Linked DNA regions of Zea mays: regions 2 and 3 are each linked to region 1. The links are chromatin contacts, called in public Hi-C maps. All regions are on one chromosome and are shown on one strand. The core of a region is the stretch at or near the end of the contact, and the rest is flanking DNA. Distances in the headings are between cores, read along the strand shown.

Region 1 (4,099 bases), core at 450-2,949:
GACTTCTTAAGCCTGAAGGGGCGGTGCTACTCACCGGAGTTTGAGATCGGTGGACACAAATGGTACCACATACTTGCATAGTACTACTAATAAGATACATAAGAAATATAAATACTCACTTTAATGATAAACCCTAAGATGCAAGTATCAACTTGTCGACAGTTCATGATGCACTAACTCCTGTGATCCTTCAGGTACCTGACCATGTACCCTTCTGGCACTGGCATCGACGGTGATAAGGAAATTCTCTCCCTCTACCTGCATATGGCCAAGCCAAACGGAGACGCTTCCCTCCAGAACTCTGGGGTGCTTGTAGAAGTCAGTCTGTCCATCAAAGACAAGGTGACCAGCAATCGCAAAACAATGACAGGTTTGTCACTCGTACTTGCTCCTGATGTAACATGATCCAGATGTTCGGACCGATACGATTGTTTATGTGGTTGTTTCCCCGATTCCGCTGTGTGTGGATTTGGGAAATTCGTGCGTCCAGGCCGGTGCCAGCTCCAAGCGACGGAGGGCGAAGGCTGGGGATGGTCAAATTTCATGGCGACGAAGTCTGTGAAGGACTGGTACCTTGTGAAGGGCAGCTGCTTAATCGAGGCAGATGTTGCCATTCTTGGATCGTCCAAGATGAATTAGGGATCATACGACTCTCTACTTTTGTGCGTGTGCCGAGCCAATAATGGAATTGTGCAGCGTTAGACCTTATCTGTTTCATCCCTAAATCATAGTGATTAGGAAGGATTGGAGAGGATTGAGGAGAATTTTGACTGTTAGGAAATTTAATCCCCTTAATCCCTCCTAACACCCTTGCTTTAGGGGGTAACAAAAAGGATTTGACTACTATACTTTTAGGGTATAATATACCAGTAACTATTTTATGTGAAGCATGCACAAAAACGTAAGTGATTTAGTGGTATTGTGTCATTTACCCGGTGTGTAGAGTGGATCATAGGTAGTGCTTGGTTTTGGAGTAGGTAGTGTTTGGTTTTAGAGTATGGTGGGATAGAGCCACTTTATTCATAATTTGTTGTTATTTGGATTGGTTCCATTTGGAACAGAGTGATTCTAAAAAAAAAGAAAATTATAATCAAATGGTGAACCATCCGGCTACATAAAATCTACCCACTTCATCTCAACTGGCTCAGAACCAAACACTATAGTGAGGAATTGAGTGGAAAGATCCATAAAGTCCCCGCGTTGAGTTTGTGTTCTGCCCTTACGGCCTTACCTGTGCTTTGGCGGCGGCCTTCTCATCCCTAGCGCCCCTCTCTTCCCCGTCGATGGCTGTGACCTAGCTAGTGTCGAAGGCCATGATGAAAACTTCTGCCTAACCTTCTCATGAAGCTGAGTAGTGGTAGAGAAAGTTGCATGATGCTTGCTTCTAGTTGTTGGACATAAAGACTGAGAGTTCCTCTCTTGCTCCTAGACTCCTAGCTGTGATCAAAAGTAAGTTATGTTATTCGGTGTCCCATCTTGCTTCTCCCGAGGTTGGCTTTTTCTCAGTTGTGTCTTTTGGTTGCTATTACAGGTTAAGCTATGTCCCAACTTAGTTTCTCATCCTTCAAGCCACCATTGGTGGTTCTACGAAGGATTTTGAAGTTGTTCTTCTCGCTACTTGAGTGTTTTGGTTTTCATATCGCCAAGCTGTGTTCTTTTGTTTGTTCTTCCTTCAAAGTCTACTTCATTCCATCTCTAGAGTAACGGAGGTCCTCATTGGTTTCAAGAATGGAACACTTAATTATTGGAAGATGAAACTTCATGGACAAGTTGTCTCACATCTCCAATCTGGTTAGGCCAAGTTTTTTTTTGCTGATGTGGTAAAAAAATTAACCCCTTACTAGCCACAACCGAATTCGCTTGCTACCGTGAAATTTGAGAAAAAAAGTGATTTTATGAGATACTTTTTTTTTCAAGAGGATCGTGATTCTCACCACTGACAATATCCAACGTTGTACCCAAGGCCGCAACAACCCTCCTTGAGGTCCATGTAATAGGTTACTTGCTCTCACCGGACGGCCAATGACTCTAAAATTTAGAAGTTGAAGTCTAAAATTCAAATTTTAATGTTTTTACATATAAAAAGGAAAAAAGTTACCTCAGGTCTCATCCTAGCATTTAGCCCAACTAGAGCCCACACCAAGCCCAACATCAAGCCCAAACCCACGTTTCCAGTCCACTTCGTCATGCGCGTCAACCTCCGTCCCGAATTCCCCGTTCGCTCACCTAGCTGAACGCCGATCCACGGTACGCCGCGTCATGCCTGCCGCCGCACCGCACCCACCGCCGGCGAGCCTGGACGCGCGCACGGGCGGCCGCATCCTGCGCCGCGCGGCGGGGCATCTCCTTCACCCAGCATCCCTCCCGCCACTCCTCCTCGCAGCGCTCCTCCTCCTTCTCTTCCGCTCCGCTCTCCTGGCCGGCACGCTCCGCCTCGCCTCCTTCGCGGACCGTGACCCGGCCCTCCGCTCCCTTCTCGCCCGCCTCTCCCCTCCCAACACGCCGTCGCCGCCGCCTCCCCCGCACCACCTCCCACGGCGCCGCTCGCCGTTCACCTCCCCCTCGTCCTCCCTCTCCGACGACGATATCCTAGTCAGCCCCCTTGATCCCGCTGCCTCAGCCCCCTCCCGCCGCCGCAACGCCTCCTACTACCATGTGCTAGTCACCTCCTACTCCGCCGCGCCCAAACCCTATCCGTTGCCGCTCCCCAACCCGCTCCCGGCCTCCGCTTCCCCCTTCTTCCTTGCCGTCTACAATGAGACGGCGCCTCCGAAGCCCGCCTCGCCGCTGGGCAGAGAATTCGGTTTTCTTGCCCTGACCAGGCGCGACGCAGCGGCCATCGTCAACCTCCTCGCGCTGCTCTCCTCCGCACATATCTTCGCGATCCTTGGCTACATCGCCGTGCACTCCGCCGCGCTGGGCGCAGTGTTTGCGTCCGTGGCGGGGCACCACGTACCTGGGCGGCGTCTAGTGTTCCTCCTCACCTGTGCTGCGAGGGGCGCTAAGAGACTCACAGGGTTCACGTTCCTGCGGTGGGCCACGCGGGACGCCGTTGTGCAGATGCTCTGCCTCTGGTTCTTTGCGGATGTGCACGATCAGGCCCAGCTGTTCAGGCTCTTTGTGGTCGCCAAACTGATGCCATTCTCCACATCCGTTAACCCGTGGCTTGGTGCAGTCGTTGCAGGCCCAGAGCTCGATGGTTTCTTTGTTGCCTGGGCTGTTCTTGATGCAGTGGTGTCAGTTTTGTTCACTGTGGTGCCTTGGGTGGTTGTCATGGACCGTGATCCACGGCCGCCTGGGCACAATGCTGTGAAGGAAGGGTGCTATCTTGTGTCTCTGATGGCAACTGATGCCACATTTCTCAAGTGCTGGGAAACAGTTGTGTGTGGCAGCATGGGGCGGCTCATCATGGTGACATTCGGCGGAAATGTTTTTGGTGGATTTCTGCATTCAATTGCGCAGGTCTACTTCATGGTGGTATGGCTGCTGTTCTACTTTGCAGCAAGGAGTAAGGAGGTGAGGATGGGTGGTCGTCAGTTTGGACTGGAGGATGTTGCAGCTGCTCTTGATGGATTTAGGTAGTGTCCAGTTGTCGATTGCCACTTGGATCATCATTACTTGAAGAGAAGTATATTCATGGCCCATAGTGCTTATTGATGAAAAACTGCTGGTCTTGGCAAAGTAGAGGTTTTTTGTAGTTATCCTGATCTTATAAATCTTGCCAAGATGGTAAATGACTCGGATGAGCGAAAGAGAACTTGACAATGTTGCATGTACAGTTTTTATCTCGGATGGGTAATCTGCTTATAGCCACATACTCACATCACATGGCATACAAAGAAAGGCTGTTTGGTTCCCCTTTTCCATGGAAGGTTAGAAGCAAGATGCCTGGTAATAGGTGCAACATGAAGTTTATATACCTGTGTTCTGCCTGCAAAATTTATCTGGGTAATACTTTAGATCAAAACACGTGATGTACATCCAATCATGGGTATAGTTTGTTGATATCCACCCTTCTGTTTGTAAAAACCTCCCAAATCCCATCTCATAACCCTCTTTAGACGTGGTTGGCCCATGAATGAATTGCTCTATATAATGA
Region 2 (4,250 bases), core at 1,597-4,096, 230 kb after region 1:
AGGATCCCATGGCGCCCATGGAAATCCGCCCTGGTAGAACAGCAAGCAACAATCTGAATCCGCGATTTCAGTGGGGTTTGTTACAGGTATGAAGCCAGCTTGTGGGGCCCAACGGCTGACGTCAGCGCGCAAGGTGGAGAGGCTACAGCCGGGGCCCACCTGTTGGCAAGTGCGACCAATTAGGCAATGGGTGGGGCGGTGTGCGAGGAAGTGGAGTTGGGTGGGCGAGGTAAGTTGGACCGAGCGTGGGAAATTCTTGAACCGGGCCGAGAGGGTGAGGTGAGGAGCTGGGCTGGCTGAGGGGAAAACAGGACCAGATCAGGTTTGTGTTTTCTTTGTGTTTTCTTCTTTTCTTTTTATCTTATATTTTCTATTTGCGGGTTTGAATTTGAACTCCAGTAAAGTTTTGATCTTCAAACTTTCAATAAAATGCATCACATAAAAGGTCAGCATGATATGTATAGCTTATTTGTATTTCATAAATTAATTTAATCACCTTAAATATGAGCATTCATATGCTTAAGTAAATAAAGAGCCATAGAAAAATAATAATTAGACCTTCTCTCTTATTATCTAAAATTTAATCACCTTAAATTTGGATATTAAATATGAGCATTCATATGCTTAAGTTTGCAAACTAGTTTGAATTATGAAATTTCTTATTTGCTTTGGTTGTGTTGGCATCAATTATCAAAAAGGAGGATATTGAAAGGGAAATGGCCTTAAACCATTTCTTATATTGATTTTGGTGCTTGATGACCATCACGCTCATATGGGCTAACTAGTTTGCTAAGTCTTTGATTCACATGTTCATAAGATTGACTTCAGAGTTTCTAAGTCCGAAATAGCTCAAACCGGACCAAATAGAGGTAAAACTTGAAATATATGAACTAGCAATAGTTCTATACTTTGGATAAGTTCTAATTACTCCTAGGAACCTAATTGACACATCTAGAAGGGTTGAAAAAAATCAGATTCAACAAAACACTATTTTGGAGCTAGATTGAGCAGAAACAAGAATATGAGTTAGAGAAATCGGGATTATCCAAGTTCCCTAACTTACACTAGTTAGATTACCGCTAGATATGTTTATCTAAGTCTTAGGAACGCCCTCAAATTTAGCCAAATCAAATTGAAGAAAAAATAGACAAGTTTGTTAAAAAACGGTCCGAGTCTGGGAGCATCGGACTGGTCCGGTGTGCACTGGACCTCTTACGTAGAGAAGGCTAAAACTTGTCAAATGGCAGTTGGCTATCTAGACCGATCTGGTGGCGCACCGGACCGTTTATGCAGAGAGGACTGCAAATGGACATCTGAGCAGCGGAGGACCGGACCGGTCTGGTGGCATACCATACCTTCAGCATCCAATGACTCTCTTCCGATTTCAACGATCATTTGCTGACCTGGCAGGTCCAAAGTGCCACCAGACCAGTTACTATGCAACTGAATAGTTAGAACAGTAACCTACTACAACAGCTATCATGCGGCCCGGTGATGCACTGGACCGACACTGTAGGTGGATGGTAAAGTGCAGATTTGGTTGCTTTTTCACAATGGCCCTATGAAGTGGTTGGGGCCATAAATACCCCCTCCACCAACATTCAAGACACACAAGAGCTTCAACAAACTTGTATTTAATACTTGCAACAACTCCAAGCCTCCCAATTCCTCCCAAGTGCCAAATTCACCAAGATTGGGCTAGAGAAATGGTAGTGCCTTGTGGAGTGTTTCATTTGAGCTTGTTGCATTTGGTTCTTGTGTTCTTGGGTTTCAATCTCGTTCCCATCCCCATTCTCACACTTTGTAAAACTAGCAAGAGACACCAAATTTTGTGGTGATCCTTGTGGGACTTAGTGTCCTTTGACATCAAGAAGAAACACTCAACCGGTCTAAGTGACCGTTTGAGAGAGGGAAAAAGGGGAAAAGAGATCCGTCATTAGTGGACTCTTCAACAGGTAGTAGGTTTTACAAAACTGAACCTCGGGAAACAAATCGCCCGTATTCTTTGTGTTGACACTGTATTGTGATTTGTTTCTTCCTCTCCCTTCTCTCTTAGTTCTCTTGTTGGTGTTTGATTCTATATCATCTGAGTTGCTCCCAAAGTAATTCCACAATCAATTGAGCAACTCTAAGCAAGAAGAACATCTCTCCCTCACTCCGATTGTTCTAATTCTCGTTCTAACGCCTAACTGGGGTTCTAGTTGTTGTAATTGGTGATAAGTTTCATGTTTCTTCTATTCACCCCTCTATAGGCGACTTTTACAAACTTTGGCATATTTTCTTCAAGTTGATTTGGTTGTACATGAGGGTGTTCCTATGACTTATACATAGAGACATGCCAACTAGTCTAAGTTATGAATTTTGGCTGTTTTGAATTCTCTAACTAATATTCTGATTTTTGCTCAACTTAGCTCTAAAAGAGTGAAACTCTAATCTTGAGCTTTCCAACCTCTCTAGATAGATCAAATAGACTTATAGGGGTGTTTAGAACTTATCTAAAGTGTGAACTACTGTAAGTTTATATTCTCCAAGTTTTACTCATTTGGCTGGATTTGAGCTATTTTCTATTTAGAGTATAATCTTCAGTTCTCAGCGCCGCGTGCGAGTGGAGGGGCTAGATTTTAAAAACCGAGTCCGTACTAATGATATTTCACTTGTCACCGCCCCTACTACCATCGCAAAAAAACCTTCTTTTTCTCCCGTCACATCACCTTTCACTGCATACTGTCTCCTCCATCTCACGCATTCACCTGCAGTCCTGCACTGTGCCACAGCCCCTCCCCTTCTCCAATCTCGCCGCCAATTAATACTCGCCCCCTCCCTTCCATCCGCTCCTCCCCTCCCCTTCTCGCCAAGCTCAGCGCCGAGGCATGCTGTGAGCGAGAGCGATCTGTGCGGCGTCAGCTCCGGTGATCTTGGAGGCGCCGCTAGCAGCTTGGTGCCGCGGGCTGGCTGGTTGTCCGTCTGGCCGGAGCTAGCTACCTAGCTCTCGAGCGAGGAGAAGAGGGCGGGAGCCAACTGAAGTGAAGCGAAGCGAAGCGAGGCAAGTGTGTGCTGTACCAGTAGTAGTGGAGTGGTGGTCGCGAACACTATTTATAGCGCCCCGGCCCGCCCCAGCGTGCGGCGCTCTCTCTTCTCTCTCACAGGACCACGGTTCGCGCGCGCGGGCACCGACTCCGAAATAGATAGATCTCAGCTCAGCTCAGTTGGCACTTGCTCCGTCCGAAGCCCGCCCTAGCTGCTCTTCTTGCTGATGGTCGTCTCTTGATTGCTTGTCAGATGGACCTGGTGCCGCAGCTGGACAGCCCGCACTCGGACAACGGCGGCGGCGGCGGCAGCGGAAGCTTGGCGTCCGGGGCGCTGTCGCCGGGGGCATCGTCCGCAGGCACGGTGTCGGCGCTGGCGTCGCCGAGCCGGTACGAGTCGCAGAAGCGCCGGGACTGGAACACGTTCGGGCAGTACCTGAGGAACCACCGCCCGCCGCTGTCCCTTGCGCGCTGCAGCGGCGCGCACGTGCTCGAGTTCCTGCGCTACCTCGACCAGTTCGGCAAGACCAAGGTGCACACCGCCGCCTGCCCTTTCTTCGGCCACCCGGCGCCGCCGGCGCCCTGCCCGTGCCCGCTCCGCCAGGCGTGGGGCAGCCTCGACGCGCTCGTCGGCAGGCTGCGCGCCGCCTACGAGGAGAACGGCGGGCGGCCCGAGAACAACCCCTTCGGCGCGCGCGCCGTCAGACTGTACCTCCGCGAGGTCCGCGACCATCAGTCCCGCGCCAGGGGCGTCAGCTACGAGAAGAAGAAGAAGCGAAAGAAGGCCCCGCCGCACCCCGTCCCTGCCGCCGTCATCTCCTCCTCCCACGACGGCAACGGACACCACTACGAGCACCAGATGCCGCCGCCACCACCGCCCGGCGCAGCGGCTTGACTAGCCGGCCGGCCCCATGTATGCTACTACTACCACTGTACCACATGCACTACTGGTCGATCTCTCTAGCTAGCTGAAGCTCCTGTCACCGACTACTATATATGGAGTACCCATCTATCTATCTATAGTTATTGGCTTCTTGCTACTGTATATCTATCGATCGATCGATCGATCTGTAGTTATAGTTTAGCGCGCTGCCACTACTAGTACAAAGACAAACCCCCTGCTGCTGCTACAAATTACTTAGCCGGTTGCTCTTTCATATGATTTGCTGCTGGTATTGCTACTGGAACTACTACTGCTTCCTAATTAGATCAGTTGTCGATCTG
Region 3 (4,139 bases), core at 645-3,144, 240 kb before region 1:
AGCACTCCCAACGCGCTGAACGACCAGCAGGATCCACACGAACCCTAAACAGCAGCCCTAGAAAAGAATTTCAGGAGAAAAGAGCAAATAGATCGATGTGAAAGGAACGACTCCGATCTTTGGATCCATGGTCACCAGATTTGGCAGAAAACGACCTAGTTCTTGATGGGCCCGACGACGATGTGGTCCCTCCAGTCAAAGTCGTCTGGGAGGCCATCAGTGGGGAGCACGGGCGCTTCATGCGCCAATTCCGCGAGCTCTCTGAGAAGCGCGCGCTAGAACTTACGAATGCCAAGGTAGGGTGTGGGATCTGGGCGCCGAGGGAGGGGGACGGGGCTGGGGCCCAATGCAGGATTGAACTCCACCTCCCGCTACCGGGACAAACACGAGCACGGACCACATCGTGTTGGCCACAGCGAGGGGATCTGGCGGCGCCGCCGACGCAACACGGTGGAGCACGGACCGAGCCATCCCTGCGCATGCATTGAGACGCGAAGGGGGGCGTTACCATTGGCTGGACGGGGAAGAAGAGAGGAGCCAGGGGGCGCCACAACCGCCGGCTGGACAGGGAAGAAGAACGTGGATCCAGGGCGGTGCAGGCGTCAGTTTCTTCTCCCAAGGACTGCTGCGACGACGGCAACTTCTCCGATACCGGCGATGACGCGTGCTAAACACACAAGACTCATGCGGAAGGTGGGGCAAGATCTCGAGGAGGAAGAGGGCGAGAGAGAGGAGTGGGGACTGGGGAGCGAGTGGAGAGAATGGAGGCGAGAGAGAGGTGTGGGGAGCGAGTGGAGAGAATGGAGACCGAGGCAGATGCCTAGGAAGGGGCGGTCCCTTTGGATGTACTCACGGAGTGCGTCGGCCATGCCCGTCCTGTTGAGGACGTCCATGGCGGAGCCGAAGGCGCCGACACCGGGAAAAAACGAGCCGTTCCGCGGCGACGATGTCCTCCGGGCTCTGCACGTCGCCGATGTCGAAGCCGAGGTAGCGAATTGCGTAGTGGAACTCTCCTCCGGGCTCTCCACGAGCTGACCGAGCGGTTGGGCGCGACGTCGTGCGGAAGAAGACTGCTGCGGTGGAGTATGGGCCGCCCCAAACGTATGGGCCGCACCAAAATTTCAGCCCAGAGCGCCGGTACTGCTGTGGTGTTGTGTCTTGCAAAAAAAAATTAGTACCATACTGGCTAGTAAAGGAGACATAGAGCGGCTTATAAGCGTTGGCTCGGACGCAACAATAAGAACTCTGTTGTTATGTGTTTAGTGGCTGAACTATCTAGATTCAACTCGTGAGTACGTGTAAATTTTTGCTGGCCCTGGGGGCGCACGTAGATGGCAGAACACGTAGACGGCAGAACGGCAGAACACGTCAGAGGCAGACTACTATTGCTTACTTAATAAGTAGTAGAGATTGCAAACTCCAGTCACCGACGTGAGAGCGGTGGCTGATGCTGATAGCTCAGAGTAAATTCTTAGCGCCATCAGCCAGCCTGTGCCATTGACGGTTTTATGAAGAAGAGAACACGTATTCCTTTTCCAGATACAGGGGACTCCTAAACTCTGCTCATCGAAAGCAGACACACATTCTGACCCTTGAACAGGAGCAAAACAGAAAGGTATGGAATGGCATGTGGCACTTCATTTTCCCATGCTTTAATTGCTATCGCTGAATACTTGATGGTGCACCAGGATATACAGAAAATTGTTCCTATTAGTAAGAGCTGTGTACCACACAGTACAATCATAGATCTGTAGTTAGTTAGATATTACAAAAAATATATAATAATGTGTGGTTATGTATCTAAAAGATAAGACAGTTATAAGGCCTGATAATGGGTCAGGATCCAACCCCCAACCCCACTCCAACCGTATCGGCTATTTGGGACTGAGCCCAATACCACTCTAACCCATACTGATTTTATTCAGCTCTATCCGATCCACCTCTGATCCGTTTCGACTCCACGGGCTGATCCTACTCTATTAAATGGCCATCACAGCAAGCGTTGCCCACCAGACAAGTAAGCAAAGGGCCTTGTTTGGATAAAGAGAGATTGAAGTGGATTGAAGTGTATTTTAGGGATTGAAAGGGAAATTAGTTTATATTACACTTCAATACACCTTATACCACCTCAATCCACTCCAATCCAAAATTATCCAAACAAGCCCTAAGTATATGAATCCGTGGGCTCTCGCATGTGAATTAAGCAGCCGCACTACAAATTCATTAGGGCTTGTTTGGTCGCGTGGGACTTGGAGAGGATTCTTACCTCCAATTTATCATGCAACCAAACGAGCCCTTACCGTGTTGAATAGTGCATGGCTGCACAAAAAACTATATGACATGAGAACAATTATATTTTTTTCTTCTAAAAAACAGAAAACGCACAAATATGGAGTTCATCAATTATTACAAATATACATCACAAGACATTATAGAATCAACCTATGAAGCACGAATGAATTAGGGATCTCAACACAGTCAACAGCGCTTGTCATTTTTCTTCTTTTTGCCAGGGATTGAACCGAGGAGCAACAATTTTCTTTTCACACATTGCACTCATCAACAAAGGGGTTACCGATCAATCAATGGTCCTAACATGGCTTCCAACAAACTTTATAGAAAGCCCACAAAACCCTTAAACAAACACATCAGCAGATGTACTCACTGGACACTCGTATGTAAACCTACTGTCAACGAATATGAAAACAGCGCCTTCAGCGGTATTATCACTAGGACAGCCCAACTGTTAATTGTGATTAGAAGGTTTGATCCTCAGAAAGAGCGTTGTGCGCATAAGATACCACAAAATAGGAAGTAATCACCAGCTAATTAAAAGGTCGTGTAGAACACTATACGTGGTGAGTTGGTACCTATTACAGATTTATAGGGAAAAAGAAACTAAAACAACTAATATGCCACACATGACACACAGGTGTTCGTGCGAAAACACAGATCAATGCTATAAAATGGAACTGCTCTACGATAAAAGTTCAGACAGCTTGCCATCTACGAATTGTACAGTTCTTGACAAAGTTCTTCTATCCAGGAATACAGGGCATGAGCTACCAATCAAGGAAAACACAAATAGCTCTAGAACTGCTAATTTTATAGTCATCAACCAATTCTGTACAAGAGTGCGGCTACATATTTATCCTGTATAGCAAGAGTGTCAGTACAGCTACAAGTAACACAACATGTGCAGGAAAAACTCATGAGATGTGCGAGGACTGCATGAGGCAGTGGCGGACGCAGAACAAAATTCTAGGTGGGGCCGAAAGTGCAAGAGACAAATCACCAGACTAGACCATAAATATAGATTAATGATAATATCTAGTGTTTCCAAAATGATATGAATACCAAAAAACTTTTTTGGCTACCAAAAGGAGAGCTAGAGAGAAAAAAAATAGGTGCACTGACTGAGGACGAGGCACTAGGGCGGAGCAGCCGCATCGGCGCGTCGTTCTGGCGAGTCATCGAAATTGTCGTGAGATGGTGTTGGTGAGACGACGACAGCTAGGAGGAGCGAGTGCAGGAAGCAAGGTAGCGATAGATGACGGTGACGGCAAGCGACACCCATTGTCGTGTTGCAACGGCGCGATGGGACTCTAATGAGTCAGCGAGGGACAGGTGACGCCACGGTCCCACCAACAACTTGCCCATCTACTGGTGCGGACTAGGAGTCAAAATATCAACATTGTCTATAGGATCCTGACGAGACGACGAGCTGATGAGTGATGAGAAGGCAAGGTGCGCTGCAGCAGGCGGGTTAGGTCACCGACTTACTGGTCAGTCGATGATCGAAGAAGCGAGTGAGCCACAACTGGGCTTGCGCTAGGGAAGAGAATCAAATGGCTCAGGTGAAGAGTGGACTGAGCAGTGAAGCGTCGACAGAAAAATAGATCAAAACCTAGTTTTTATTAGATTTGTCCACGCTAACTATACAAAAAATTGTTTATTTTGGTGTGTACCTAAACCTAGGTATAAGAGGTTAAAAAAATTAAGGTGGGGCCATGGCCCACCCCTTGGATCCGCCCCTAGCATGAGGGAAGATACAACAGCAGTGAATGTTCATCGATCATACAAGGCGCGGAGGGAAATTTAACTTACAATTTCGTTCAATGACATACATATGTTCTCAC

Evidence for each region. Hi-C and Micro-C count contacts between places; a contact is called where the count stands out from the background.
Region 2: a Hi-C map of bundle sheath shows a contact between it and region 1, with 5 times the contacts expected there. The contact joins the promoter of LOC100304411 here to the promoter of LOC103643454 in region 1. A contact is called at or near these places in 10 of 25 Hi-C or Micro-C datasets (bundle sheath, ear, leaf and 3 more).
Region 3: a contact with region 1 is called in a Hi-C map of endosperm, with 1.6 times the contacts expected there. The contact joins the enhancer-like site here to the promoter of LOC103643454 in region 1. A contact is called at or near these places in 4 of 25 Hi-C or Micro-C datasets (ear, endosperm, leaf and 1 more).

Annotation. Positions count from the first base shown.
Region 1 is chr1:236,867,116-236,871,214 of Zm-B73-REFERENCE-NAM-5.0, forward strand. It overlaps LOC103643454, which reads left to right and starts at 1,700. Exons shown (of 1, transcript XM_008666642.3): 1 at 1,700-4,099. The coding sequence starts at 2,260. The coding sequence ends at 3,582. It overlaps LOC100277602 (MATH domain containing protein), which reads left to right. Exons shown (of 7, transcript NM_001151115.1): 5 at 1-62; 6 at 195-370; 7 at 491-826. The coding sequence ends at 639.
Region 2 is chr1:237,100,737-237,104,986 of Zm-B73-REFERENCE-NAM-5.0, forward strand. LOC100304411 (putative protein of unknown function (DUF640) domain family protein) reads left to right here and starts at 2,847. Exons shown (of 1, transcript NM_001165847.1): 1 at 2,847-4,187. The coding sequence starts at 3,280. The coding sequence ends at 3,921. LOC109943753 (a long non-coding RNA gene) reads right to left here and starts at 410. Exons shown (of 2, transcript XR_002266832.3): 1 at 1-410.
Region 3 is chr1:236,625,452-236,629,590 of Zm-B73-REFERENCE-NAM-5.0, forward strand. It overlaps the pseudogene LOC100274809. Among protein-coding and RNA genes, the nearest start is that of LOC100282510, 30 kb to the left of the region's middle. Within about 2 kb of position 1,895, at least 18 of the 20 cell types and tissues checked have an H3K27ac peak or open chromatin away from gene starts, as enhancers often do. A contact at or near this core is called in ear, endosperm, leaf and 1 more, where this site is marked.